Regions from separate parts of the Capsicum annuum genome. Here region 1 is linked to region 2. The links are chromatin contacts, called in public Hi-C maps. All regions are on one chromosome and are shown on one strand. The core of a region is the stretch at or near the end of the contact, and the rest is flanking DNA. Distances in the headings are between cores, read along the strand shown.

What was found. Hi-C and Micro-C count contacts between places; a contact is called where the count stands out from the background.
Region 1: a contact with region 2 is called in a Hi-C map of leaf, with 4 times the contacts expected there. The contact joins the promoter of LOC107842187 here to the promoter of LOC107842221 in region 2. A contact is called at or near these places in 2 of 5 Hi-C or Micro-C datasets (both in leaf).

Annotation. Positions count from the first base shown.
Region 1 is chr1:192,163,261-192,168,111 of UCD10Xv1.1, reverse strand. LOC107842187 reads right to left here and starts at 1,930. Exons shown (of 2, transcript XM_016685937.2): 1 at 1,604-1,930; 2 at 654-971. The coding sequence starts at 1,751. The coding sequence ends at 847.
Region 2 is chr1:191,833,017-191,837,681 of UCD10Xv1.1, reverse strand. LOC107842221 (histone H3.2) reads left to right here and starts at 1,979. Exons shown (of 1, transcript XM_016685977.2): 1 at 1,979-2,615. The coding sequence starts at 2,085. The coding sequence ends at 2,495. LOC107842195 reads right to left here. Exons shown (of 12, transcript XM_047408377.1): 10 at 4,281-4,477; 11 at 3,591-3,893; 12 at 2,948-3,473. The coding sequence ends at 3,174.

The sequences.
Region 1 (4,851 bases), core at 681-3,180, 330 kb before region 2:
GACATGTCCTTGAATAAGAACAACTTGAGCTTGGAAATCTTCTATTTCATATCTCCAACAAAAGCATCAGAATCCCTTCTTAATTTTTACAGCAAAACAAACCCTCAATGTCAATACTAAATGTAATATCCCTCCCAGCCAAATAGAGTTTTTCCCTAGAGTAAATCGCAGATCTTGTTGAGCTACTTTCATGCGTGACCCTTGGAAGAACAAATCAAATTGGCATGAGCTATAAGTCGTGTCAAAGAAATGGGAGCCTTGGAGTAATAGGTAAAGTTGTTTTCATGTAACCAAGAGGTCATGGGTTCAAGCTTTGGAAACAGGCTCTGGTGTAAATGCAAGGTAAGGCTGCGCACAATACACCTTTATGGTGGGGCCCTTCCCCGGACCTTGCACATAGCGGGAGATTTAGTGCACCGGGCTGCCCTTTTATATAGGTCGTGTCAAAGATCATGATTTGTAGCCAGCAAACTCAACTCTATAAACAAGTTGTGTTCAATTGACACAAAGAAGGGAATTGACAAACTAAAGATTTTTCTTCTTTCTTCTCTGTTTTTTTATGGAAAGGTAAAGAACAAATGAAGAGATCTAGTAAGTGGGATCAAGGTAATCAAGTAGGATCAAAGAATGAAATGCAAACTCAGATCAAGAAATAAACAGAAAAATCGATTGTTCAATATTCTGATATGAACTTTAAATTAGTACAAGATGTAGCTACAATTTCCAAAACTTCAAAAGTTTGAAAGCCTCCACAATTATAACACATTTATTCAACCAGATCTACATTAATCACTTGAGACAGTCTCAACACATGAAAGTAACATAAAATTTCGAAAGTACAAAGCTTTACAAAACCTTACGAAGAAGGATCCTCCTTGCTGCCGCAATGCCATCGTCATGCACTCCTGAGTCAGACTCATCGCGGAACCAGCCCACTGAATTCTGAGCTGCCTGAACAATTTGTGAAAATCCTACACCAAAACAATATAACAATATACCAAACCTCAAAATTACAATATTGTGACATGCTTCGCTAAAAGCATGAATTATAATTATACCACTTGAATAGAAAATTAAAAAGAAAAAACAGGCATGCGTCAACAATTGACAGAAAATACTTTTAGAAAGTCCTACAAGGAAAACAAAATCGACAGATACAATGTAGAAACTCCAATTCGGAGCAGAGGCAAATGAGCATCAGTGTGCGTGCAGCTCTAATACATGGATATATTCCCTCAGTACCAAAATACTTATCACAATTTCCTTTCCGAGAGTCAAACGGGATGAACTTTCACCACAACATTTTAAGATATAATTTTTTCATCATATTGACATGAGAAAATTGCAATTTACAGTACTTGAAAATTGCAATTTACAGTACTTCTCGTACAGCATTTGAATAACTAAATTTCTTAAAATATCATAGAAATCTAATCTAATTTAGCTTTTAAAATTAGTTAAATTGATTTTGGAGAAGTGAAATGTGATAAGTATTTTGAAATTGACTCCTAGATCCATCTTTGATTCAAAGACAGAAATGTCAACAAATACATGAAGGAATTGTCTTATCTATCAAAATAAGAAAAGAGTTGAAGAGAGAGACCTTGGGAGACGGTTTGTTTGTTGTGACGGATGTCATGAACGGTGGCCGAGATTTTCCAGTACAGAGGCCGGCCGACGTAGTAGAGCAATGATACTACTAAAATCCCTATTACTATTCTGAATGTTATTTTCGCTCTGCTCCTCGCCATTTTTTGCTTCACACTTCACACAGAGAACTGGCGTAATCTGCTGCTTTTGGTACCAACAATTGTAAGTCGTGGCGATGACAAGAAAGACAGAGGAACCACCTGTCCAACGCCGTCGTTTCTTTTCACTAATGTTAAAAAGACTTGTTCAAAGTGGAGAATTAAGTAGACGTTTGGCCGTATTTTTTCACTTTTTTCCAAAAATTATTCTACTTTACGAACACAGTGAAAATCACAATGTTTGGTCATTAAAATTTCAAATACATTTTGAAATTATATTTTAAAAAAGTGAAAATAAGAAAAAAAAAAAATTTTACTTTTTTCACTCTTACTTCTCTCACAAAATTTTAAAAATAACTTTAATTTATGTTTATGGTCAAACACAATTTCAATTCCAACTTTATTTCCAACTCCGAAAAATGATGTTTTCATGGCCAAATGGGTCCTAAATGAGTTTCAACATATGATCATAAATTTTAAACATTTTTCACCTTTTTAAAAATTTATTATGTATTCAAAATATAAATAGTAAATTTAAAATAATTACCCCTAATGTTGTCCGAATATTTTAAAAAAACATCTAAACTTTACTTCCGACCTATTACCCCACGATTCTTACTAAAACTGTTGTAAATACACCATTTTGACCAAAACTTTGGCTATGCGTGTAAACACGAATAGGAAGAGCATGAATGGTTCAAAATTGACTTCAATACCCAATCAAAAGCCGTCACGTGTAATTATTTGTCACATATTTTAAAAATCTCTTCTTCTCCGCTTTAATAGGCCCAATTCTCTTCTTCCTCTTCTCTTCTTCCTCCATTGATAGCTTAGTTTGAAGAAAAAAATTATCTCTCTTCTCAAATTTTTCTCAACGAAATCATTCTTAAATTATCTATTTTTTGATATTTGATTGTTGTGTCTATTTTAAATTCTAATTTTTACTTTTTATAGTTGTTGTATATCCTCTTAAGAAGCTATAAAGCTCCATTTTAATGGAGTTTTGATGTCATCATTAAACAATCAACAAATACGTGAATCAAAACAAAATTAGAAAGCATTACAAAATTAACATAAACACGAAATTGGAACCATTGAAATGAAATCCAAAGAGCAAGAAGAATGGAGAAATCAGCAACTGGACGGGGGTGGGGGTGGGGGTGGAGGGGAGTTGCTGTACGCGGGAGGAGGTGGGGGGTTGCTGGATGGGGTGGGGTGGGGTCATAAATTAAATAAAAAGGATAAATTTATTAAAAAATAAATAAAATATGAAATTAAATATATTTAACACGTGGCAGCACCTGATTGGTGCGTGTATTCACTCACTTTGTTGTGACTGAAATTCAGCAAAAAATGATGTATTTGCAACGGTTTTAGTAAGAATCGTGGGGTAATAGGTTGAAATAAAGTTTAGGTGTCTTTTTAAAAAACTCGAACAACATCAGGAGGTAATTATGTATTTACTCTTTAAAATAATGTTAAAAAAAAATTATAAGTGTGTTGGAAAATAAAAATGAATGACCGAAAAATAAATAAATTGAAACAAGAAAAATATTGCAATAATCGTTTTATTGATTCTAATATGTGAGAGTTACAATCTTTATGAATCCTCTGATTCACCTTTTCAAATATAAATTCAAGGGTTTCGAGCTTCATCATGAATTTGAACTTGATTTGCGGATTTGATGGGCTTCGAGCTTGATCTTAAATTTGAACTTGATTTGCAGATTTGATGGATTTGATCTTGACTTCCACTTGAATTCAAGAGCTTTTGGACTTGTTCTTGAATCTGGATTTGAATATCTTAATGGGCTTGTTCTTGAATCTTGCAATCCTAATCTTGAATTTTGATGAACTGAATTTGAATGCTTAAGTTTTGAGTTTTGTAGAGAAATTGCGGCGTTTGATTCATGAGTTTTCTCTTGCTTCTTGTTAGAGTTCTCCTTCTTTCTGAATTATGAGACTCTTTATTTATAGTTGTAGAAAGTAAAGAGTCATGGTGAATGTGAACTTCTTTTGACCAATCAAATTTAAGTGACATGTCACCTTTTATGAGTTTTTGATTTCACTAGGTCTGTTGCATTATTTTGACATGCGGCATGGTCTTATTGGCTCCTTCGCTTGACTTGGCATACCACGTCATTTGCCACGTGATGCTTATTTAGGCTTTTAGAATATGACAATATCTTGGGCTCAGCAAAGTGGGCTCATCATTTGTAGCCAAATCAATGGGCTAGCCCAATAAAAAATAGACTTTAATTAAACTCATATATGTTTAACTTAAATAATTAATTCAATTATATTAATTCACAATATTTATTAGGGACTAATGTATTTTGAATTTAATATAATTTGAATTTCTTACAGATTTTTTAATTTAATAAAATTTCGTTGTCCACAAAATGCCCCCTACTTCAAGGTTGGTCGAGTGTATAGTTTAGAGACTAGACTTGAAGTATGATTATTTAAACATGCTTCCTTCGTGCTTCGAAGATTTACATACATATGAACACCCCATTTCATTAGTTGAGAAAATTTAAAGCTGGATCGTGCAATTTGCATATTGATATTACCTCTCAAAAATTCTCTTTTATTTTAGATCTTGTTATAAATATATTACCATAAATAGTGAATGTGTATTTTACCATATATAGTGAATGTTTACTTTACCATATATAGTGTATGTCAATTTATGAAAAAGTTAAAAACTTCAAAGTTAGTTTTCCTCTATAAATAAAGGGGGTTTCCTTCATTGTAATTAACTCATCAAGAATCCCTCAAGAGAAATAAAGAAGTCTCCTCTCTACTCTCTCCATTCTTTTCTTCTTTGCTTTATATTTCATAACACGTTATCAACATGAGACTCTACCAAACAAGGTGAGATTATAAATCTAAAGGTAATTTCAAGGTAAGTAATTTTTTATGTTATTTATCTTTTCCTACTAATGATATAATTATTGTTGGCTTTGAGAAAAAATAATTGATTTGGAACACTTATGCTTTAAATTTATTCATGAAAAATAATATTGTTAAAAGATATGATGATGAATTTAAATCTCATCTCATTAAGAGGGTAAGACATTGGGTTAAAAGTCTTAATGCA
Region 2 (4,665 bases), core at 730-3,229:
TTTGGATAAAGTGCTGAAACTGGAAAAAAGTTATTGATGTGTTTCGTAAAAAATGCTTTTAAGCATTTTTTTATTAAAATGACTAAAATACCCTTGTAGTTGTTAATAATATATAGAGTTGATTATTATTAATTTTTATTGCCATAGAGTAGAAATTATTTAAGGAGGCTATTAATATTTGTCATGTTGAATTTTACGTATTTGACAAAAATTCATAAGAATATTTTTATATTTAAAAATACTTTAAAACATTGTAAATTTTTCATATTTTTTAATTTTCATATCCAATCCACCTACATTATATAAGTTGAAGTGGAAGAAATATATTACTATTTACTATTAAGAAAATTTCTTTAGACAAAATTATTTCTTCGTAGATTGATGGTTTTATAATTCTTAATTTTGTCTTCAATTAATAATTAAATTATTAATTAGCGATTCAATGAATTTGATTATTTCATAAATTGATGGTTTTATAATTCTTAAATTCACTGAATCATTAGTTGATGGTTTAATAATAGATTTTATTATTCTTAAATTATTAGTTTGATGGTTTAATAAATTGATGGTTTTTCAAAATTAGATTAGCGGGGTAGGCTAAATATTTTCACTGAATCATGAAAAAAATTATTAATTAGTTAAAACTCACTGAATCATTAATTCACTGAATCGTTAATTCACGAAGAAAGCATTAATTAGCACTTAATTAGCGTGTCCTCTAATTAATATTATTATTTTTTATTGCTAAAATAATTTAAATTAATATATATATATATATATATATTAAATTATGCATTAGCAAACTTTGTGGACAATTTTGGAATAAGGAAAAATTATAAAGGCACAAAAGTCATTTATTTGGTCAATGGAGAATAGATTATAATTTGAAAAATAATAAGCTCCCATTTGGAGCTTATTGTTTTTAGCTTAAAAAAAAGAAGCTAAAAACAACTTTTTTAAAGCCATTTTGAAATTTGCCAAATACCCTTTTAAACTAAAAAGTGATTATAATTTATTTTGACCAGATTATAATATCTTCCAAACGGGCACTAGATCCCTTAAATAATTTGTTCCACCTTGTTGCAGAAGCAGAATCCCCCACCCCCATCCCGCTCATTCGACGTCCGCTCATCGTTCCGAACTTTCAATGAAAACATCATTATCTTCTAATAAATTCTAATTTTCTTTTACAATAGTCAAATTCAATTTATCAATGAATTTAAATTTATAAATCAAAAACTCTATACTAGCGATGTGATTGAAACTCCATTTAATGAAGTTTTATTGTTCTTAATAAAAATAGATAAATACTCACTTCATAAAAAAGAAAAGAAAGAGCAATCTTGTATCAAGGAATAGAATCAAGTAGAAAAAGCGTTTTAAAAAACATATCTAAGAATAAGAGGAAAAAAGGTAGTATACAAATGTTCAGTCGAAGAAGACAATGGTGTTTTTGTGTGGGTGGGGTGGCGGTGAGGGGGGAGCGGAGAGGGGGTAGGGAATAATTGAAAAAGGTAAATAAATGTTGATTTCTTTTTAAAAGATAGATTTTATAAAGAATAGACAAAATTATTTATACGTGGCACTTTTTAATTTGTTGTTGAAGTCAATATTTCTCCTTCACGCGCCTCATTTTCATGGAACACAAATCTTGGCTGAAATTCAATCAAAATGGTCTATTTGCACTGGTCTTTATAAATTTTGTGGGGTAATAGGTCGCCCCAAAGTTAAAGTATCTTTTTGCAAATGTCGAACAAGTTCAGTAATGACTTTATGTCTTTATATAACTTGACGTGGCAAAAGTAACGTAAAAGAAAATACTACTCTTTGCGCTTTCCACGTGTCGCATACACATTCGTTACATTGATAGCACTTGGATCGCTATCCAAGCAGTCAACTTTCCTCCAATCTGCACCGTCTATTTAAAATCTCAATCAATTTAATCAACGGCACCAAAACTAATTTCAAACTCCAAAATTTCCAACCTTCCCGCCCCGCTATCTCTCTATATAAATTCCTCATCACCCATTTCCCAAATTCACCATTCCACAAGTCAACATTGTCTCACTACATGTCCGGTAAAAATGGCCCGTACCAAGCAAACAGCTCGTAAATCCACAGGCGGAAAGGCTCCAAGGAAGCAGCTAGCAACCAAGGCTGCAAGAAAGTCAGCTCCAGCAACCGGAGGAGTGAAAAAGCCTCACCGTTTCAGGCCAGGAACCGTTGCTTTGAGGGAAATCAGGAAGTATCAGAAATCGACGGAGTTGTTGATTAGGAAGTTGCCGTTTCAGAGGCTGGTGAGGGAAATTGCACAGGATTTCAAGACGGATCTGAGGTTTCAGAGTAGTGCTGTTGCTGCTCTACAAGAGGCTGCTGAGGCATACCTGGTTGGTTTGTTTGAAGATACTAATCTCTGTGCTATTCATGCTAAGAGGGTTACGATTATGCCTAAGGATATTCAGCTTGCTAGGAGGATTCGTGGAGAAAGGGCTTAAGAAGAAGATGATCTTTCGGGTTAATGTCTAATAGTTGATTTCAGTTGTAGTGTGTGTAAAATGTTGGTTTACAAGTAATCTGCAATCTGATTAATGAAATCCGAACTTCATTTTATTCAATCAATGATCTTGCTATTACATCCGTGTGATATTTCCCAACCATTGAATACTGTTTGTAGTTGGGCTAGTAATTTGGTTTGTGAGTGTATGGTATTATTATGTAGGTGTCTTATTTTTTATTTGTATTATTCCATCCATTTTGTTTTATGTTGTATTACAATTTTGTTTACTATTTTTTGTCTTGAATTGGGGTCCTATTAGAAACAGTCTTTTTACTTTTTTCGAGACAGTGATATGAATTGTGTATATTTTATCCTCCCCAACCACATTATGTGGGAATACATTGAGTTTGTTGAATATTGTTTGTGTAGCATTATGTTGATCTTTATACATTTCCAGGACAAGAGCACTGAACAAATTTTGAAATTTGTAGTCTTCAATCAACATGACAAATTGATCATATGGAACAGGTTAGACTTATCTCTCACCAACACAAATATGTGCTGAGTAACTCTGAATGTAACAAATCTCTTGATTTGCGAAACAAATAAATGAAGCGCTTATTTTTCCCCAGTAAGATTCAACTCCAGGTATTATTTAGCAACTTTGCATTTGTTGCTAAATATTGGATGAAGTAGATGGTGTACTCCAAATTTTTCTTTGCTCATTGAAACTTCCAATTACAGCTGACTGGTTTTTATTCCCAAGTCGTTTTATTAAAATATTGTAATAAACTGATGGATCCAGATTCACCATTACTCTAACTGCTTTTCCCTGTGCTTTGTCAATAATAATTTCACCATCTTCAGATTCAACTCCAGTAGCACTCACTTTTAACTTCTTTACTTCAAAGGTTGATTTTAGTGCAGAGAGATCTCCAGCTACTACAGCTCCAAGGATCTCACCAATAAACATATCCTGAAATATTATGAATGCTATTACAGGCAAAAGTATCAACAAGTGAAATTCATTAACTACAAGGAAACATAATGAAACAGAGCCAGTAGAGGATAAATTGAGTTAAGAATTATATACCACATGCTGGTATACAGGATTCGTCTCTTGCAGACGATATAACCTAGACATCAAGCGCCTGGTGAAGATGGCTTCTGGTGTCCTTTCCACGTACAGTTTTTCAAGAATTTGAGGGAATGCACTGACTTTCCGCTGCATTCCAAGTGGAATGAGAGTGATATTATGTTCAGAACTCAGAACTGTTTTTGCAGCAAAAGGGTCAAGAAACATATTCAGTTCCGCAAATTTGTTACAAGGGAAATTGATGACATTTCCCTTCTCTATGTCATCATAATTGATGTGTCCCCCAACAATTAATATATCCTGCATAAAAATTCAGAAGATAATACCTTTCACATTAATGAAAATATCTAAGATGGATATATCAAGTCACAACCCATAAAGCAAAACATTGTCATTGATATGACAAGGATTTACATAGAGATCAATTACAACGGAATAAAACAGCTCTCTAAGCTAAAACAGCTATCTAAGCTAAAGGATATCTTAATATGTTTGTAATGTGAAATTTGAGGGAGTTGACTGACAAGGGAAGTTTACATATGAAAAGACTAAATCTACCTGGGTCTAAGAGAAGGATCTGCAACTAAACTCTCTCTATCACGTTAGGATCTATATATTACAATTGGTTCTTAACTGAAGAATATTGTTTCTTTCTACAAAGACCAGAAGAATAGAGGAACCACTTGCCTGTATATCCTTGCTTGTAATCTTGCTTTCTAGTATGAACTTAGCTATATTAGTCAATGGGCCATTCGTCAAAATGGTAATTTTCGATCCCGGACCAAGTGATTTCACCACTGATTCCAATACTTCCAATGCTAGAGGTTGTCTGAGTTCAGGATGATCAGTATCTCGCGGAGCTCCAAATTCTGCAGAATTTTCTCCTGTGTATCTGGTATTATTATGTGTTATATCAGGAAATTTCAATGGCGCAATGCTATATTGGATGATAAAAATGTGAAAGTTCATATTAGTAAAATAAGAAAAGTGATATGCCAATGTCTGTCAAATTTCATGAATGCACAAAGGAATCTGTTCTTTCCCCTATCAGAGTAGAGAATATACCTCCTCG